Regions from separate parts of the Macaca mulatta genome. Here region 1 is linked to region 2. A link is a contact called in public Hi-C data. All regions are on one chromosome and are shown on one strand. The core of a region is the stretch at or near the end of the contact, and the rest is flanking DNA. Distances in the headings are between cores, read along the strand shown.

Region 1 (4,202 bases), core at 1,662-4,161, 130 kb before region 2:
TGCTGTTTGATGCTTTGTCTGGAGCAAGGGAAGCAGAACTTGTGCGAAGGGACGGACGGGCACTGCACAAAATGGGTGTCCTCCAGCCGCTCGTGGCAGAGGGTGCAGCACAGCGGGGCACTGGCTGCCAGAGAGGAGTCCGGGAGGCTGGCAGGGTGCACTGGCTCCAGTCCTCCTGTGTTGCCTGCTCCCTGGCCCCCCACCTCTCTGGGGCCCAGCCTTCTTTGGTTCATAGAGGACGGAGAGGGCGGACTGTTGCTATTCCTCCTGGTAGTGGAGTGAACCTGGTTGGCATCTTTTGAGGCATGACTGCCCCCTGCATTGTCTGCTACTAAGATCAGGGCTGCCATGGGGGACTGGCCATTCTGGGCCGCTTCAGGCGGTGTGGTCCGGTTGGAATGAGGTGAGGCAGTGGGTGGTGGCGGAGACACAAAAGAGGATGTAGGAGTCATGGGGATCTTGAGCCCTTCTGTGGATGTGGACAGCCACGGCTGGGCCTCTCCATTGATCTTAGGGGGCCCGACTTCACCTTCTGGTTCTGGAGAGGGCTTCCTTTTCCTTGCTGTTCTTGCAACTGGAAACACAAAGAAATAAAAGGAAAAAGGAAACATAAATGGCGGTGCACTGGAAGGGATCCTTCCCTTCCTAACCCGAAACAAAACTCGTTACAGAATTCCTCCTCTCTAAAAGCACAGACGGAAAACCCTCCTACGAGTTTCAGGTGCACATACACGCAACTTGAAACATTTAGGCGTGTGGGGTTCTGAGGCAGTAGACTGAAAATAAAACGGAGCCACTGAAAATGGCAGGCTTGTAACTGCCTGTTTTTACACATGCACAAAAGTACCCTAGTTTGCACTGGGCATGTGACTGCTAATGTCCCGCAATAGGTTAAAAGGTGACTAGTGCCCTCATGCTCCCATCCAAGAATGTGCTGGGAAAGGAAAACCCCGTGTCAGAGCGTATCAGCCCAGTCTGACTCATCTCTGTTATGCTGCTTCAGCACATGAACACGTTGCCACTAAGCACTGGTTCCGCCTCAGGCAGATCAGGAAGTGGGGTATTTGTTGTTTCTGAGCTGGGGTAAAATGGTGAATCGAAAGAACCACCCCTCCTCTGCTCTCCGTCCCCTTTTCTCCCCTAGAACCCCTCACTTCACAGCCGCCCCTACCTGCTTTAGACCCGTTGGCCCCGTTGGCCTCGAAACCCAACAACCTGCCTGCAGTCAGGGCCGGCTCCTTCTTAAACTTGCTCTCGAAGGGCCCCGAGTGGCCGTGCTGGTGCAGCGCCAGCAGCGTGTCGCGCACGGTCTTGGGCCTGTTGACCCAGTCCTGCTCTCCAGACCCGCGGCTCTTGCCCGCACCTTCCGCGCTCAGCTCGGCGGCCCCGGCCGCGGTGGACAGGCTGTCCGCCGGGCCCCGGTGCGCAGGCGGCGGCGGTTGCTTCTCCTTGGCTGCTGCCTCGCGCTGCTCGTGCTCCACGGCCGCGCTGCTCGACACGGATGCCGGCCGCTTGTGGGCGCCCAGGTCGGTGGGCTGCGCGGAGCCCAGGCTGGCGGCCGCGGTTCCGGACACCGCGGCTAAGGAGGCGGCAGCGCGGCCGCCGAGGCCGAGCGCGGTGGGCAGCGGCGTGGCCGAGCCGTTCATGAGCGGCACCAGGGTGGGCGGCACCGCGTGGCCGCGCCGCGGGTTCGGGCTCTGGCGATTCAACTCGGGAGGCTCCTCTAGCTTGGAGAAGCCGTTGGGCACCAAGATGCCGTTCACGGGCGGCGGCTGCGGCGTCGGCGGCTGGGCCAGGCTCGCGGCCGGACGACTGCCGCCGAAGTCAGAGCCGAGGCGCGGGGGCCGCTCGGCCGCGGCCGCCAGGGGGTAGCGCTCCAGGGCCTGCGGCGCGCGCGGGGCCGCCTCGGGGCCGCCGTGGCCGAGCTGCTGCTGCTGCTGCAAGAGGATGTCCTTGGCCGAGAGCGGCGGCGGCTTGGCGGCGGCCGGGGCCGCGGCGCCGGGCGGGGAGCGACCCTCCGGGAAGCAGCCGTGCGCCCGCTTGAGCTGCCGCGCTGTCTCGATGACGAACTCGACGCGGTCGGCGCCCTCGTAGTTGACGCAGCCGCGGCACACAGGTTCGGTGAAGTCCCAGATCATGGCCCAGGGCATGCGGGGCAGATCACACAGGTAGCACGACTGCCGCCGGGACGCGGCCGCCACCGCCACCGCCGCGGCCATGTCCGAGGAGCCCGCGGCGCCGGAGGAGGAGGAGGAGGGGGCGCCGCCGCCGCCCCCCACCGGCACCACGCGCGCCCTCCTCCCCCCCCAACCCCGCGTCTCCCCCACCAGCGGCGGCGGCGGCCGCAAAGGCGGCGGCGGCGGCGGCAAAGCCCGCGAAGGCTCGGCGCCCGCGCAGCGCCCCCGGTGCACGAGGGGCGGCGGGCGCGAGGCGAGGGGCTGCAGCCGCGGCAGCAGTTCCCCCCGGCCGGCGCGGGCGCGGGCGGGCGGCGCGGTGCGGCGGTGCGGCGGGCGCGGCGGCGGGGGCTCGGCTGGAGCCGCGGCGGGCCTCCAGACCGGGGCGAAGACGGGCCGCGCGGGCGCGGGGGAGCGCAGCAGGTCGCGGCGGCGGCCGGCACAGTGTGCGGGGCGGGGGGCGGGGAGGCCGGGGGGGCAGGGGGCGGGGGGCGGCCGCCGGGGCAGGCTCAGCCCGAGCGGCGGGGCATGCCGCGCCGGGGCGGCGGCGGCTGGGCGGCGTGGAGCTCGGGTGCGGCGCAGGCCCCGGGTCGCTCCGCCGCTCTCTCACAGCTCCTGGCGTCGCCGCTCTCCAGCGCCAGCGTCAGCGGCCAGCCCGCCTCAGCTCTGCCGCCGCCACCGTCGCTGCTGCTGCTGCCGCCGCGGCCGCTCCACTTCTACAGACTTGATTCTTCGACAGTCTCGCACAGCGCCTGCGCGGGCCCCCTCCCCTCGGGCGCGTGCCCGCCCTCCCGCGCGCGCGCTCCCCTCCCCCCTGCGCGCCGAAGGAGCGCTGTCGGGAGAGCCGGCTCTGTGGCGCCCGCCCGCTCGCGGGGCAGCGCGGCAGCGCAGCGCTGGTGTCCCCTCGGAACACGGCGCAAAGTGGTCGTGTGCTTTTCCTCCACTTTCCCTCACTTCACGCCCCACCCGGCTGTCTCGACCACCCTCAGGATGTTTTCCCCTGGTGTGCCTCTGGACCAAATCGTGCTAAAAGCCATTTCTTTTTCTTTTATGCAAGGCCACTTTGTCACTTGGTTTCCGTCAGTCTCCTGAGAATGGGGATTTTAGGTCTAGCGTGGTTCACAGTTCTGGTTTTTTAGGAGTTATACTTGAAAGCTCAATGTCGGACACAAGAGCATGAAATCCGTCACTGGTGCTTTGCATTTGCATTTGTCTTGGGAAGGACATACCCGCCGCCTGCCCCTTTTACTAACTAGGGAGAATCTGGATGTTCCCAAGCCCAGCACCACGTGCACACGCCGCCAGCTGGCTCGCGCGTTTTCCACGGAGCCCTCTGGAGGGGAGGGAGCGCGGTTCGGATTAGCAGCTCGCGAACACCAAGTGCTGCTCTTAGCCCCGTCCAGCCCGCCCTGTTCAGCTAGGGCCTCGCCGCGCCAGTTGCCCCGGCCGCCTTATGTAGGTCTGCGCGGCGGGCGCGTGACGTGGACTCGGGACCGTGGGCGGCCGCCGCCGCGTGTGCGCACGCTCCGCGCAGACGTGCCTCGGCGCCGCTGGCACTAGGGCCTCGTGGAACGAATGCACATTCCAGGGATCCGGGGTGTACGGCCAGCGCGACCGCGTCACAGCGCAGGCCCCACCCCCTTCGGCGAGTCTGGGCGTCCAGGCGCCGCCCCGGGCCCGAACTTGGACTCGAGGTGGCGGGAGGCGCGGGCGCGAGTCGTGGGGGGAAGTCCTGCTCGCCTCCGCGGGGTCCCCGCTGGCCGTGGGGGCGACCGGCTGGCTGGCTCGCCGTCGCGCAGGGCGGGCCGCCGATGGGGGCAGACTTGCGCCCTATATGCCACCCAGGCTGGGGTAAGCCCAGCCCAGCCGCGCGGCCTTCAGCTCTGCCACCGTTGGCAGCCTCAGACTCAGCCCAGACTGAATTGAATGCTTGAGTTTCGCACTTTTATCGGGAGGAGGAGCTGGTGTGTGTTATGGTAAATCACTTTGGGCTGGTCGTTAGTCTCCCTAATACACGTAGGCTTAGTC
Region 2 (3,746 bases), core at 1,174-3,673:
TCTCTCTGAGGTGTCAGGGCCACTGGCGTGGTGCCAGGGCCTGTCTGTTCTTCCTGCTAGCCAAAGACTGACTTCTCAAGCTGCTGGATGAACGGGGAACCTGGAGACGTTGAACAAATCACATGTATCTCTGATTGCCTTGATCTCCCCATTTTGGCCGATGGCATCTCTAAAGCATTTGATGATTCCTCCATCAAGTGTGAGAGCTACAGGAAATAAAAATTTTAAATTACTAATCACCCATGATAATGCATGGTAATGCATGCTGAACAGTGAGGAGGGCAGACGCCACTGGCATTCCAAAACAGGAAGCACTCAGGAGCTCTACCAGAGCGTGGCTGCCCTCTCCACATCTGCACTGCTGCACTGAGGGTTTAGTCCATCCATCTCTTCCACACATTTGCAGAGATATGCTCAAGCATGACTTAAGTGACTTATTGCTCATGTGTTGCCTCTGTATGTCATGCTTTTCACCCAGTGAGCTCGTTGAGGACAGGGGTTGCATTTTAGGACATTTCCCCCAGTGTCTTCATAGAACCTGGCAAGACACACGGCCTTGTTGGAAATGCCAAACATCTGTTATTCACCAGCAGAGCGGATGAGCCCCTGAAAGGCATGTAGTTGAGCTGCGCAGTCTGAACTCAGCAAAGTCCTCGCAGCGGGCTCCAAATTCCTGCCTCTGAAGAAGCAAACTGAGCCTTAAAGATGGCTGAAAATGTGAACAGTCTCAGGGCCACGCAGACCCACCTGAGTGATTGCTCTCTGATGGCTCACTGAGCCATCCACCATCCCAGCAAGGAAAGGGCCTGCAAGAAGACCAGAAAATGCCTCATTCAGTCATGCTGCTTAGTCATGGCCCACACCTGGAGCATTTAATTCTGCTCACTGTGACTTTATTGCAATGGCACACACATTTACATCACTTTATGTGTGATAACAGTAGAGAGGTTAGTTGGGTTTTTCTGTTTTTTTGTTTTTTTAATATAATGAGAAAAGTCTCTAATATTCAGCCAAAACGTATCCTTGTGGCTGGTGTAGATTTTTGGCAAAATGACACTGTACATAATCAGAAGAAGGCAAACATGCATATTATCTCCATCTCCTTATAACTGCACAAGATAACATAAAACTGCAGGAAGTATCAAGCATAAGAATAAAAGCCGTCTACTGAAGCCTGCATAGCATCCCCTGCGTGCCTCAGGAACGCCCTTTGGTGGATTAGGATGAGCACGCTGGAAAATACAGGCCCCAGCTCCTGTTCCTGAAGCCGCAGATCACCGGAGTGTCTATGTCGTGTCTGCTGGAGTTTAGGTTAGGCAGGTGACATGGCTCCAAAGAAAGTCACCGGCTGGTTTCTGCTGCGGAGATTTGTGTGCACTTCATGCATGTTTATTGTCTGTTAACTCCATGTGAAGCCACAGCAAAGCCTACGTGATGTTGTTAGACAGGTCACAACCCAGTCAGTGGGATCAAGACAAGAGAGGGAGACAGCAGGCCTTGACACTCTGGAATCATTCTAATTTGTAACTAGGACACCTGATGAAGGGGAGGCGTGCCTAGTCTCTGGGGGGGGGAGTTCCTGCTGAGACCTGCCAGGTATACAGTCGGTCCTTGTCTGCAGTGACCCCAGAGACATTTACTGCAACACCTGCACATCAGCTTACGGCAGCTGTGTTCTGCCTGGCCCAGGATGGACTCTGCTCCGTCTGAGAGTCAGCCGCTCCAGGGCAGCAGTGGGGTTGGGAAGAGGGGAGGAGGGACCGCCATGGTGCACCAGCTCCTAGACAGCCAGCTCAAGCTACATTTCAGGCCGTCTCGGAGGCTTCTTCTGGACAATTGTGGATTCGCTAGGTGACAGTCCAGGAACCTGGATCCCATCCTGGCCAGGGAGTTGTGGCTTCTGAGATAAGGACTTCGTCCATTGGAGATAAACTAGAGGGTTTCTGCCTCTGCTCCCTCCAGGGGCGGCTCTGGCACAGGCTCACCAAATTGCAGGCCCCAGAGCACCTGCAATCTCAGGGAGCTCAGGGGCTTCCCAGCATGGGCAGGGGAAGCCACAGATTCGCTTCTCCTGCAGATGCAGAGACCCTGGGGTGGATGGTCTAAAGCTCAGGATTTTATAATGCGGAGAAGGTGGAATAGAGCAGGAACCAGGCCCCTGTCTGGAGGAAGGAACCAATAACAACAACAACAAAACTACTGACAATGTGCGTGCTTTACAATTTTCAAAGCGCTCTCATCTCAGTCAAGGAAGGATGCATTCTCTCCACAGGCTGACGTTCAAAACCCAACCACCAGAAACATGAAGATAAAACAAAAGGAACCACCAGAAACAAACAAGACACCCGTCCATCCTCCAGGTTTGCAAATCAGACCGAGTTCTGACAATTGGTAAAAAGGAAGATGAGAAGATCCTGCCAGATAAATTCTCTGGTACCTTCATTGATCTCATTCTTTCACCATCAAAGGGGAATGCAGTAATGCCAGCAGGAGCAGAAAAAAAAAACAACAAAAAACCTAAAAAGAACAAGAGCGACTAGTCAAAGCTAGTACAGTGTTTCCCTGGTACTGAGTCATACTTTTACAATGACCCAGGCCCGTGGCCTCAACTGATGACAAATAATGAGAATCCAACAATCGTTCTTTTTCGCATACTCACTTGTGAATAAATGCAAGAACTGGTATATTTGTACATGCTCTGTGCTGTGTTTATATCTACATGATTCATTAGATTCATTAAAACCCAACTGGTAATTAGGAAAAACACTCACAAAGTTAGAAAAAAACAGCAACGTAGACAGTAAGTTTGAATTTTAAATGGAGAAGCATTCTGTTGGTGCTTCCTGAGGTGGCGGAGGGTGTATGTGTGTGAGGGCGTTGGAACAGGAAGTTGCTGGGATATGGACCTGAGCCACCGGCACACACAGCCGTGCACGGGAGGCTGGTGGCTGCAACCCGGTCTCTCACATGCCAGCCTCCTGGCCCTGGCTAGTCCCTACTGCCATGCTCCCAAATCTTTCTGGTTCTGGCCCCCTGAGGCTTTCTCTGGCATCTCGGGGTCTCCTGGTGGAAAGCAGGCTTCTTTGGCTATGCACTCAGATGCTTCCCAGAACCTGACCAACGTGGCGCTGTTTCTGCTCCAGACCACCAAGGATAACCTCCCTGCAGAATCTGACTCTCCCTTGTGCTCACGTGGTCCCTCTCTGCCTCAAACCAGGAGTCACCGGCTCTCTGGAGACGAGTTAATCCGTACCCACCCTCTACCTGGCCCTCCCCCAGGCGGGGAGACCGCCATGAACATGGACAAAGCACCTGCTTCCAGGGACCTCACAGTCTAGGGGGTAGAATCCAAGAACCGAATGAATCCCCACCTACATCAACTAGGAAATAGTGCATGGTGATAACTGCTCTGCAGAGAATCAGAAGAGAACAGGAAAGGCTGGACATGCTGGCTCACGCCTGTAATGCCAGAGCTTTGGGGGACCAAGGAAGGAGGATCACTTGAGGCTAGGAGTTCAAGACCAGCCTGGGCAATATAGTGAGATCCCATGTCTACAAAAAAATTTTAAAAATGAGCTGAGCACGGTGGCATGTGCTTGTAGTCCCACCTACTCAGGCGGCTGATGCAGGAGAATTGCTTAAATCCAGGAGTTCGAGGCTGCAGAAGCTATGATCGCACCACTTCACTCCAGCCTGGGCGACAGAGTGAGACCCTGTCTCTAACGAATAAGGACAGGAGAGGGCAC

What was found. Hi-C and Micro-C count contacts between places; a contact is called where the count stands out from the background.
Region 1: a Hi-C map of CD4 T cells shows a contact between it and region 2, with 7 times the contacts expected there. The contact joins the promoter of IRF2BP2 here to the enhancer-like site in region 2. A contact is called at or near these places in 9 of 14 Hi-C or Micro-C datasets (CD4 T cells, blood, cortical neurons and 5 more).

What each region holds. Positions count from the first base shown.
Region 1 is chr1:14,468,970-14,473,171 of T2T-MMU8v2.0, reverse strand. IRF2BP2 (interferon regulatory factor 2 binding protein 2) reads right to left here and starts at 2,911. Exons shown (of 2, transcript XM_002808266.4): 1 at 1,172-2,911; 2 at 1-574. The coding sequence starts at 2,219. It overlaps LOC106995060 (a long non-coding RNA gene), which reads left to right and starts at 1,977. Exons shown (of 9, transcript XR_013411791.1): 1 at 1,977-2,116.
Region 2 is chr1:14,337,153-14,340,898 of T2T-MMU8v2.0, reverse strand. It overlaps LOC144338035 (a long non-coding RNA gene), which reads left to right. Exons shown (of 2, transcript XR_013411772.1): 2 at 1-2,684. Among named protein-coding and RNA genes, the nearest start is that of IRF2BP2, 130 kb to the left of the region's middle. Within about 2 kb of position 2,423, at least 13 of the 40 cell types and tissues checked have an H3K27ac peak or open chromatin away from gene starts, as enhancers often do. A contact at or near this core is called in CD4 T cells, where this site is marked.